Linked DNA regions of Sus scrofa: region 1 is linked to region 2. Evidence: chromatin contacts called from public HiChIP or PLAC-seq data. All regions are on one chromosome and are shown on one strand. Each heading gives the region's core, a stretch centred on a gene start, on an enhancer-like site or on the middle of the called end of the contact. The rest is flanking DNA. Distances are from core to core; before and after follow the strand shown.

Evidence for each region. HiChIP or PLAC-seq counts read pairs in DNA pulled down with a chosen protein or histone mark.
Region 1: an H3K27ac HiChIP or PLAC-seq map of alveolar macrophages shows a contact between it and region 2. The contact joins the promoter of MRPS10 here to the enhancer-like site in region 2. A contact is called at or near these places in 1 of 5 promoter capture datasets (fetal skeletal muscle), 5 of 47 Hi-C or Micro-C datasets (alveolar macrophages, embryonic fibroblasts, heart right ventricle and 1 more) and 2 of 2 datasets of contacts at active chromatin or transcription factors (alveolar macrophages and skeletal muscle).

What each region holds. Positions count from the first base shown.
Region 1 is chr7:37,325,805-37,330,723 of Sscrofa11.1, forward strand. It overlaps MRPS10 (28S ribosomal protein S10, mitochondrial), which reads right to left and starts at 3,442. Exons shown (of 7, transcript XM_005665997.3): 1 at 3,309-3,442. The coding sequence starts at 3,356.
Region 2 is chr7:37,204,517-37,209,953 of Sscrofa11.1, forward strand. It overlaps TAF8 (transcription initiation factor TFIID subunit 8), which reads left to right. Exons shown (of 9, transcript XR_002345722.1): 9 at 4,952-5,072. Among named protein-coding and RNA genes, the nearest start is that of TAF8, 25 kb to the left of the region's middle. Within about 2 kb of position 3,610, at least 18 of the 83 cell types and tissues checked have an H3K27ac peak or open chromatin away from gene starts, as enhancers often do. A contact at or near this core is called in alveolar macrophages, where this site is marked.

The DNA.
Region 1 (4,919 bases), core at 2,192-4,691, 120 kb after region 2:
CAGCATCCTCATGGATACTAGTTGGGTTCGTTTCTACTGAGCCATAATGGGAACTCTGAAACTATCTTTTAAAGCTCAGGAATAAGAACTTAAAAAAAAAAAAAAATCCTCACATTAAAAGAACAGCTATGAGCTAAATGTGCAGACATGAAGGAAAAAAAGTGTGACTTCATTTGCCCATTATTTTTTACAGATTAAATGTTTTTCAATATAATACTTATTTACATATTTTTAAGCATTAAAATTGTCTTTATAATTTAGTTTATGACTCAGAGTTGGGAGATTTTTTTTTTTCATTTTCTAACGCTTTATTGAAGTATAATTGGCTTACAATTTTGTGACAGTTTCTGCTGTACAAGTGACTCAGCTACACATGTACACACATCCACTCTCCTTCAGATCCTTTCCCATAGGTCATCACAGAATACTGGGCAGAGTTCCCTACACTACACAGCAAGTCCCTGCTGGCCAGTCAAAGAGTCGGAAAGATTTTGAAATCAAATCTATGGTTACCAAAGGGGAAACATGGAGAAGAGGGATGAATTAGAAGTTTTGGATTAATATATACACCCTACCATATGTTAAATAATCATCAAGGACCTACGGTAGAGCACAGGGAAATCATTCTTTAAAAAAAACTTTAAAAAAGAGTTGGAATAAGAATTTGAAGGTATCCTTCCTTTTGAAGATTTCCCAGCATATGCATGTCTTGGTTTGGCTGGGATAACTAGGTTATAAATAAATTGAGACACATACCAGAATTTACACTCATGTTTTATCACTGCTGTTCCTCATAGTGCAACAATCCAGCCTTTCTAAATCTTTTATTGTCAGCTCCCCCTGGTGGAACAAAACCTATAGTTGTAGGAAACCTATAGTTCCATATATTACTTGTAATTTGCCACTGAGATTTAAAAGTGTAACCTGAGGAGTTCCCTTCGTGGCTCAGCAGTTAACGAACCCAACTAGGATCCATGAGGATGTGGGTTCAATCTCTGGCTTTGCTCAGTGGGCTAAGGATCCAGCGTTGCCGTGAGCTGTGGTGTATGTAGGACGCAGACGTGGCACTGATTCAACCCCTAGCCTGGGAACCTCCATATGCCATGAGTGCAGTCCTAAAAGGCAAAAAAATAAAATAAAAATAAAAGTGTAAACTGGAAAAGCTCAATAGGATCCTTTTCCTCCTTTCTTTCTCTCTTTTTCTTTCTTTCTTTTTTGGCTGCGCCTACAGCATGTGCAATTCCCTCACCAGGGATCCAACCCACGCCACGGTAGTAACCCAGGCTGCTGCAGTGAAAACACCAGATTCTTAACCCACTGTGTCACAAAAGCTCTCCCAGAATCCTTAAATATACTTTGAGGATGAGAATAACAGTTTACTACAAATGAAACTTAAAACAGCTGAGGGTCACCTAAGTATGTTTTTAAAAGTCTATTCTTAGCTTATTGTCCTTCCTCTCTTCTTTACTTGAGATGGACGCAAATTGAAACTTTCACAATCGCCCCTGGATCAAGGGGGAAAAATAAAGAAAGGAATTCAAACACAATACAAGGCAGTAAAAGAAAACTCCTTTCCCACATTTATGCCAGTGGCCACCCCAATAATCCGGTTCTGCAGAAGGACCTCAGGTCTAAGGAATACAACACTTCCCAGGCATCTTCTCCGGGTATAAACCCCTGCTTTAAAAAGTTGAAGCCTAATGTGCTGTTCAACCTACAAATGAATCTTAGGAAGTTCTTAAGTTTTCTTTCTTTTTTGTCTTTCTAGGGCCGAACCTAAGGCATATGGAATTTTCCAGGCTGGGGGTCGAATGGGAGCTGTAACTGCCAGCCTACCTCACAGCCACAGCAACGCCAGATCCGAGCTGTGTCAGGATCTACACCACAGCTCACGGCAACACTGAAGCCTTAACCTACTGTGCAGGGTCAGGGATCAAACCCACGTCCTCATGGATACTAATCGGGTTTGTTACAGCTAAGCCACAACAGGGACTCCCTCCTTTTTTTTTTTTTTTGAAGGCGTAAGCTGTAGTCTGGTAACTGTGTCTTAAAAATAGCTCAAAATTTCAATCTCTAACACCACCTGCCTTTTCTTAAAAACACTGGTTCTTAAATTCTGGTCCGAGGACATTTTCACTGTGGGCTGGAGAGATTAAACTTACTTCCATAATAATAGTAAGACGTTATTTGCAACTTTGCCATTCTGTCACCAGTGTGCAGTGAAGTTTTCCAGACACTGTGGTATAGCAACAGACTGCAGAAGCTGCTGTGAAACCCCAGCTGTCTTCTATTAAGCCAAAATCAGAGATGTGCAAAAACATCTCTTCTCACTAAATTTGTTTCGGAAAATCTAGTTGTACCCCATACAAAGATTAATTACGTTAACATGTAATGAGTTTATTAGTGTTATTTTAATTTTTTACTTTTCTTTTTAGGGCTGCAGGTGCAGCATACGGAAATTCCCAGGCTAGGGATTGAATGGGAGCTGCAGCTGAGGGCCTACACCACAGCCACAGCAAAGCGGGATCCGAGCCCCGTCTGCGACCTACACTGCAGCTCATGGTAACGCTGGATCCTTAACCCACTGAGCGAAGCCAGGAATCCAACCCGCGTCCTCATGGATGCTAGTAGGGTTCCATACTGCTGCGCCACAATGGGAACTCCCAGCGCTATTTTTAAAGGAAAACGCATTTTAAAGATTCTTGGTTGTAATTTCCAGTAAGCTAAACATTCACAGCTAAAACCCACAAAAATAAAAGCTCTCTGGAGTCCTCAACCATTTTTAGAGTGTAAAGGGGTGCTAAGGCTAACTTGAGAACTGATGCTAAAGGTTTTGTTTCTTTCTCCAAAGAACCGAGCAGAGGTTATCCAACCAACTCCTCTGACTTCAGCGACTCTCATCTAAGTCTCAGAAACCCGGCTATCAGCAAGGTATCTCAGTCTGGTTCCGCGGGAAGCGTCAAAGGTCTCATGCCACCTCATTTCAGAGAGATGAAACTTCCTGCCTGTTCTGAGCCTCGGTTTATTTCGCAAATGTGAAAGGCCGGGTCTGGAACTTTCGCTGTCCTATATTCTTTACAGCTTTGACACTCTGATTCTTCCTGTTGCCCTGACTCATTACGTTTTATCCTATGAAAAGAAACTCGACAAAACATCAGCCCTTTTCTCGCTCCTTCCCTGCAAACAACGGGCTGAGATAAGGAATAAATATCGCGGAGGGCTCCAGATTGGCAGAACGACACGCGACGGCCAGACATAGAGGCAACTGTATCCGTAAGTCCGCCTAATACCCTCAGCGCGCCCGGTACCTGCCAGAGACGCCGGGCCAGCGCCCCAAACGCCGTTCGCGCCGCCATCTTGCCGCCCCAGCTTCCCGGGATCGCTTCCGGGGTCACAGAGCCATCCTCTGACCATAGAGTTCCGCAAAAGGAAAGAGTGTATCCCTGTGTTCCGGCTCAGGAACAACCATAGAGACGTGATCCTACGCTCTCTGAGGGTGGGACTGTGAATACAGCCAGCTTCCTTCCGGTCGCAGCCGGGCCGGTAAAGCTTCAGCTGGTACCTGGAGGGATACTGAATTCCGCCAGCGTTTCCCTCTTCAAATTACGGTTCCTGTTTTGTTGGAGGCAAACATAACAAATACATGCTTGGAAAAAAAGTATATATTGATGTCATGTCAGCTGATATATTGACAATGTTATCTCTGAGTTAGTGGATTAATGGTTGATTTATTTTCCCGTTATGACGCAGCGAAGCGCTTGTGTACCCGTGGCCCGCAGAAAGCCAAAGTGACAGCGGGAGTTCGCTCCAAAGTAAGGATTTATTGCAGGGCGCCAAGCAAGGGAGTGGGAGACAAGCCTTAGATGTACTCCAACTTGGTCTTTGAGTTAGGTGGGTTTTGTTTTGTTTTGTTTTAAGAGGAAGAGCAAAACAGCTGGGATTAGTCATTGTCTTGTGACATTTCTGAATTGTAGAGTCAAGAGTCATGATGTCACTGGTTTAACGATTCCCTGGCCAGGTGGTCCAAAGCTCCTGGTCTCTTAGCTCATTTTGCCCTGGAGGAACGACCTGAGGTTGTACTTAAGTGATGATGTCTGTAATAGCCATAGTCTTGGCAGGTTATCCAGGGGCCCTTCCGGAACCGGATTACGTCTTTCAATTGTGACATTCACAATTGGCTGGTCTCTCTTAGCCAGAGGAGTTTTCCCATAGCTCTGCAACTCTATTGCGGCTTCTTCCAGGGCTCTTCAGCCCGTCTCTGCCTTGAGTAGCTTCAGCTGGGTGACAGTTCTGCAGCTGTCAATGATGGTGACATTACAGCTTGAGAACAATCTTACGTGTGTTATCTAATCTGATCCTCACAAGAATACATACATTTTATCCTAATTTAAAAGGTGAAAAAACCGAAGCCCAGAGTGAAATGACTCAAAGTCATTATGATGAGTTAGTTACAGCTGAACCAATGACCATCATCAAAAATCCTAGTTCCGGAGTTACCATTGTGGCTCAGCAGAAACGAATTGAGCATCCATGAAGATGCAGGTTCGATCCCCGGCCTCGCTCAGTGGGTTAAGGATCCAGCGTTGCCATAAGTTGTGGTGTAGGTCGAAGACACAGCTCGGATCCCACGTTGCTGTGGCTGTGGTGCAGGCCAGCAGCTGTAGCTTCGATTAGACCTCTAGCCTGGGAACCTTCATATGCTGAGTTCGGCCCTAAAAAGAAAGAAAAAAATCCTAGTTCAGTGCCCTTTGCACCCCTCCAGCTGACCTCAGTAAGCTCCAGTCTCTTAAGTCTCTTTTGGATGTGAGGACTAGAGATTCCCCACGTCCCCACTTCCTGCAAGAAAAGGAGTTATTTTATTTATTTATTTTTTTTAACATGTATGTGGCCTGAACTGCTCCTGTAACTGGAAAAGTGGG
Region 2 (5,437 bases), core at 2,360-4,859:
GCCTGCAACACTGACGTGACTGTTGTGTAAAAACGCTGCGTAATCCTCAATGTATATTTATATATTTTTATTTTTTATAACTTTAGGGGAATGGGTGGAGGGGAAAAGTAGTAAACAGAGCCAGATTAAGAATGTGATTTATGAGCGCTTAATAAAGGTCATAATAAAAATCCTAAGTGAAACAGAATGGTAAGCTCTGAACTCAATGTGTGCGCACAAGTGATAGCAATGAGTGAGGCGGCATTCAGAGACAGAAGGCTGAGACTTAGGTTGGACACGGTACCCTTTCAGGAGTTCCCGTTGTGGTGCAGTGGAAACGAATCCAACTAGACACCATGAGTTGCGGGTTCGATCTCTGGCCTCGATCAATGGAATAAGATCTGGAGTTGCCACGAGCTGTGGTTTAGGTTGCACACGCAGCTCGGATCTAGTGTGGCTGTGGCTGTGGCGTAGGCCGGCAGCTGTGGCTCCGATTGGACCCCTGGCCTACCTCCATGTGCTGCAGGTGCAGCCCTAAAAAGAAAAAAAAAGGGAAAAAGTACCCTTTCAAACTGTCTAAAACTTTTCATTTGGGACCTCTGCAAACACAGAGCTAGAGAGGAAAGCACACATTCGTTTTCCCTGTATATTCTTCACCCAGCTTCAACACTTGACATCATTTCAATTCTGTTTCGTCTATTTCTTCTACATCTTTTATTTTTTATTCCTGGAGTATTTTTAAAAACCAATCTTGGAGTTGCCGTTGTGGCTCAGTGGAAACGAACCCAACTGGAATCCATGAGGATGTGTGTTCATCCCTAACCTCACTCAGTGGGTTAAGGATCCAGCGTTGTTGTGAGCTGTGGTGTAGGTCACAGCCGAGGCTCGGATCCCAAGTTACTGTGGCTGTGGTGTAGGCCAGCAGCCTGGGAACTTCCATATGCCGCAGGTACAGCCCTAAAAAGAAAAAATAAAACAAACCCCAAACCGAAGAAAACCAATCTAAGAACTATGTCATAGAGTTCCCAGTGTGGCACAGCAGATAAAGGGTCTGGCATTGTCTCTGATTCAGTGTGGGTTTGGTCCCCAGCCAAGCACTGTGGGTTAAGCATCTGGTGTTGCCCCAGCTGTGGCTCAGATTCAGTCCCTGGCCAGGGAAATTCCCTATGCCCCGATGTGGCAAAAAAGCAAAAACCAAAACATGTAGTCTATGAATACATTATTATGCATCTCTAATAGACTTAATTTTTTTTTTTTAAAAAACAGCTGCACCTGCGGCATATGGAAGTTCCCAGGACTAGGAGTCAGCCTACACCACAGCCACAGCCTTGATGGGTCTGAGCCATATCTGACCTATGCCGAAGCTTGCTGTGCTGTAGCTTGTGGCAACGCTGGATCCTTAACCCACTGAGTGAGGCCAAGGATGGAACCTGCATCCTCACAGATATTTGTTGGGTTCTTAACCTGCTGAGCCACAACAGTAATTCCTGGTTACACTTTCAAAGCAACATGGTAGATTGGGATTGATTCACTTTTCCCCCAAAACCACTTCCACTCCCCAGTTTTCACAGCAGCAGCTGGCCCTGGAATACTTGCCTCAGGCCGGGACCACAGCCTCTGCAGCATCATCTCATCCTCAGACAGTCTGGACCCCTCATCCTTCATCTGCGTCTGATCACTCACCAAATTCTGCCACCTCTTCCCTCCTTGCCGGTCTGAGGCTGCAGCAGCCTCCTGCTCTGCCCCAGCCCCTGTCCCTCTCCAGGCCCAGCTTTCCACAAGCCCCAGCTTCGTCCTTCCTCCCCCGCTCCCCACACTAGGACCTCTAGTCCATCCCTGCGCCCATCCACACCATGTCCAAACTGCCCAATCCAACTGGCCAGGTCCTCTGCCGATTCACCGTTTCTTTTCAATAACTCCTATTTCTTTGATTTATCCGACAAGTGCGGATCTACTGCCTTCTATGTCTGTGAGGCCCTGTGCCAGGCTCTAAGAATTAAGTCAACAGACAGACGTGGCCCCCGCCCTCCTGGGAATCCATTCTAGTGGGAAAACATACAAAGAAAAAATCATTACAGATTGTGGAGAAGTGCTGAGGCCGTAAACGGGGTCTGTGTGCCCGGAGGGGAGACGGCCACCCTCATCACTGCTGCTGCCTATGCTTTTCTCCCTGTCACCTCCTCAAATCTTTTTTTAACTGAAAAAAGTTTTTTTTCTTTTAACAGCCACACATGCAGCATATGGAAGTTCTCAAGCTAGGGATGAAAGACCTACAGCCTATGCCACAGCCACAGCACAACCAGATCCAAGCCACATCTGGGACCTACACCACAGCTACCCGGCAATACTGAATCCTTAAACCCAAGGCTCAAGGCCAGGGATCTAACCTGCATTCTCCCAGATCTAGTCGGTTTCTTAACGCACTGAGCTACAGCGGGAACTCCACCTCCTAAAATCTGGCCTGTCCTTCCAGCCTCCATATCCTCCCTCCAGATAAGATGGATCCTTCCCCTCTTCATTCACGCATTCAACAAATATGTGTTGAACGATCATGTACCCGCGCCAAGTCCAACACTGGGATGTGATAGATATAACTAAGCTGCTATGTTCTCTGACCTTATGGTCTCACTGGGGCCAGACAGCTCACAAACATCTTGTCAGAGGGTGAATCGGGGTCTCGAGAGAAAAGCCACAGTGTTCTCAGGTTGGGTAACTTGAGGAAGGGTTAATGAAGAGATTGCCTCCAAAGGTGTGGAGGAACACAGCACAGGTAGCTGGACCTGGTGGGTAACAGGCAGCGGAGGAAGCAGTTACCAGAATCTGGAGCAAGGCCAATGTCAGACCCTTCTGCCAGGACCTGTGGCCAGGGGTCGCCGAGGGGTCAGTGGGTGGATCTGGAGGGGCAGGTGGAAGGGGCTGGGGGGGTGCTGTGGTTTTTTTTGTTTTGGTTTGGGCTTCCCCTCTTCCCCACAGCACATGGAGTTCCCAGGCCAGGGATCAGATCTGAGATGTAGTTGCAACCTAAGCCGCAGCTGTGGCATCACCAGTTCCTTAACCCACAGTGCTGGGCCGGGGAATCGAACCTGGGTCCCAGCGCTCCCAAGACACGACCAATCCCGTTGCACCACAGCAGGAACTCCCCAAGGGGTGCTGTTTTAGAAAGGGTGGGAAAGGAGAGCTCTCTGAGCAGGACCCCATATGTGTTGACAGGGCCAGCTGCATGGAAAAGCATTCCAGAGAGAGGGAAGAGCAAGCACGCAAGCTCTGAGTCAGAGGGGGTGCTGCTCAGTGGAGGGGGTGAGGGAGGGGCCAGGGAGGAGCCTCCTGGGCTAATCAGGGCTTTAGGTGCAAGTCAGAGTGAGTTGAGCAGGGAGGGCTGACAGCAGCCCATGACTTAGCTCGTCAGAGGTTGTTCTGGCTGGAAGGCACTCTGGCTGGAGAAGCCTGAGAGACACCATTTCTCAGTGGTTATCTTCACGTGGTCTGGCATTTAGCCAACATGCTGACTGGGGTGGGGAGGGGGGGAGTCCTGGCCCCAGGAGAACCACCAAGGCCAAGAGTGACTACTCCCTGCAGACTGAGCCCCGAACCAAGCAGAGAAGGAGGAAACACAAACTCACAGGGAACTCCCTTCCCCCAGGGCACTGGCAGTGTAGTCAAGGAGACAAGTCAACACACGAGCCTCTTTCAACACCACCCACCAAGTCACAGGGACCACGGCCACTGGAGATTAGATTTGAGGACTCCATGAATGCTGTGCTGAGATCTGAATGGGGTGGGCTGGCAAGTGAAGCTTCTGGAAGAAGTAAGGACAGGGGGACTCAGGTGGCCTACTGCTTTGGTGTCAGCAGTAACAAGCCTTCTGGCTTGTAAAGCTTGCAGAGCTGGTCTTGGCCCTCAGGCTGTCCCCATGTTGGGCAGGTCGGGCTCTGGATCAGATCTGCCGGATCTGTACCAGGATTATCACAAGAAAGGGGTCATTTGAATGGGGTGGGGTTGGAAGGGGCCCTGCCCCAGCTCCTTTACGCAGCTGAGTTGCTGATGATCTGAAAGGCTTTTTTTTCCCCTCCCTGGCTGCCCCCACACCATATGGAGTTCCTGGGCCAAGGATTAGATCCGAGCCACAGTTTCCACATTGCCAGATCCTTTAACCCACTATGCTGGGCCAGATATCGAACCTGTGTCCTGGTGCTGCACAGATGCCGCCAATCCTATGGTGCCACAATGGGAACTCCCGGAGAGGCTTTTATTTATTTATTTATATTTCTTTTTAGGGCTGCACCTGAAGCATATGGAAGTCCCCAGGCTAGGGGTCGAATCAGAGGTGGAGCTGCTGGCCTACGTCACAGCCACGGCAAAGCCAGATCCAAGCCACATCTGTGACCTATAGCACAGCTGATGGCAACACCGGATCCTTAACCACTGAGTGAGGCCTGGGATCAAACCTGCATCCTCATGGATACTAGTCAGGTTCATTACCACCGAGCGACAACAAGAACTCCCTCCAAGAGGCTTTGGAATAAAAGGGTCAGATCCTCAGAGGCTCTTACAAGTGTTTGTGTGGGTAACCTGAGCCTGGTCAGCTATTTTGCCTCCACAAAATAGCCATGGTGCCCTGAATTCTAACTCTTTCTTTTGGATTCTTTTTTTTTGTCTTTTTAGTGCGGTACCCATGGCATATGGAGGTTCCCAGACTAGGGGTTGAATTGGAGCTGTAGCCACTGGCCTACACCACAGCCACAGCAATGCAGGATTCAAGCCACATCTGTGACCTAACCACAGCTCACAGCCATGCCAGATCCTTAACCCACTGAACGAGGCCAGGGATCGAACCTGCGTCCTCGTGGATACTAGTTAGATTCGTTTCCACTGAGCCACAACAGGAACTCCTCTTTTGGATTCTGTTATGCATTCACTTATGAATTTTCTTCAGCCACTGAGAGGGGGTCTATTGTTCTTCTGTTTTACTCAGGCTCGTGCTGAAACAAGGTTTTAATTCTCTGAACATCGCCTGAGAGCACCTGGGTGCGAGTACAGAGCAGCCTACACCACGGCCACAGAAACTCAGGATCCGAGCTGCGTCTGCAACCCACACCACAGCTCACGGCAACACCAGATCCTTAACCCACTGAGCAAGGCCAGGGATCGAACCCGCGTCCTTGTGGATACTAGTCGGGGTCATTACCTCTGAGCCACAATGGGGACTTCTCTTTTCTCTTTTAAATTTATTTATTTATTTTTGAAATATAGCTGATTTACAGTATTGTGTTAGTTTCAGGTGTACAGCAGAGTGATTCAGTTATGTGTGTATTTTTTTCCAGATTATTTTTTATTATAGGTTATTTCAAGATATTGAATACTAGTGTTCCCTGTGCTATATAGTAAATCCTTGTTGCTTGACTATTTTACGTATAGTTGTTTGTATTTGTTAGTCCTATACTTACCCTTTGGTAACTAT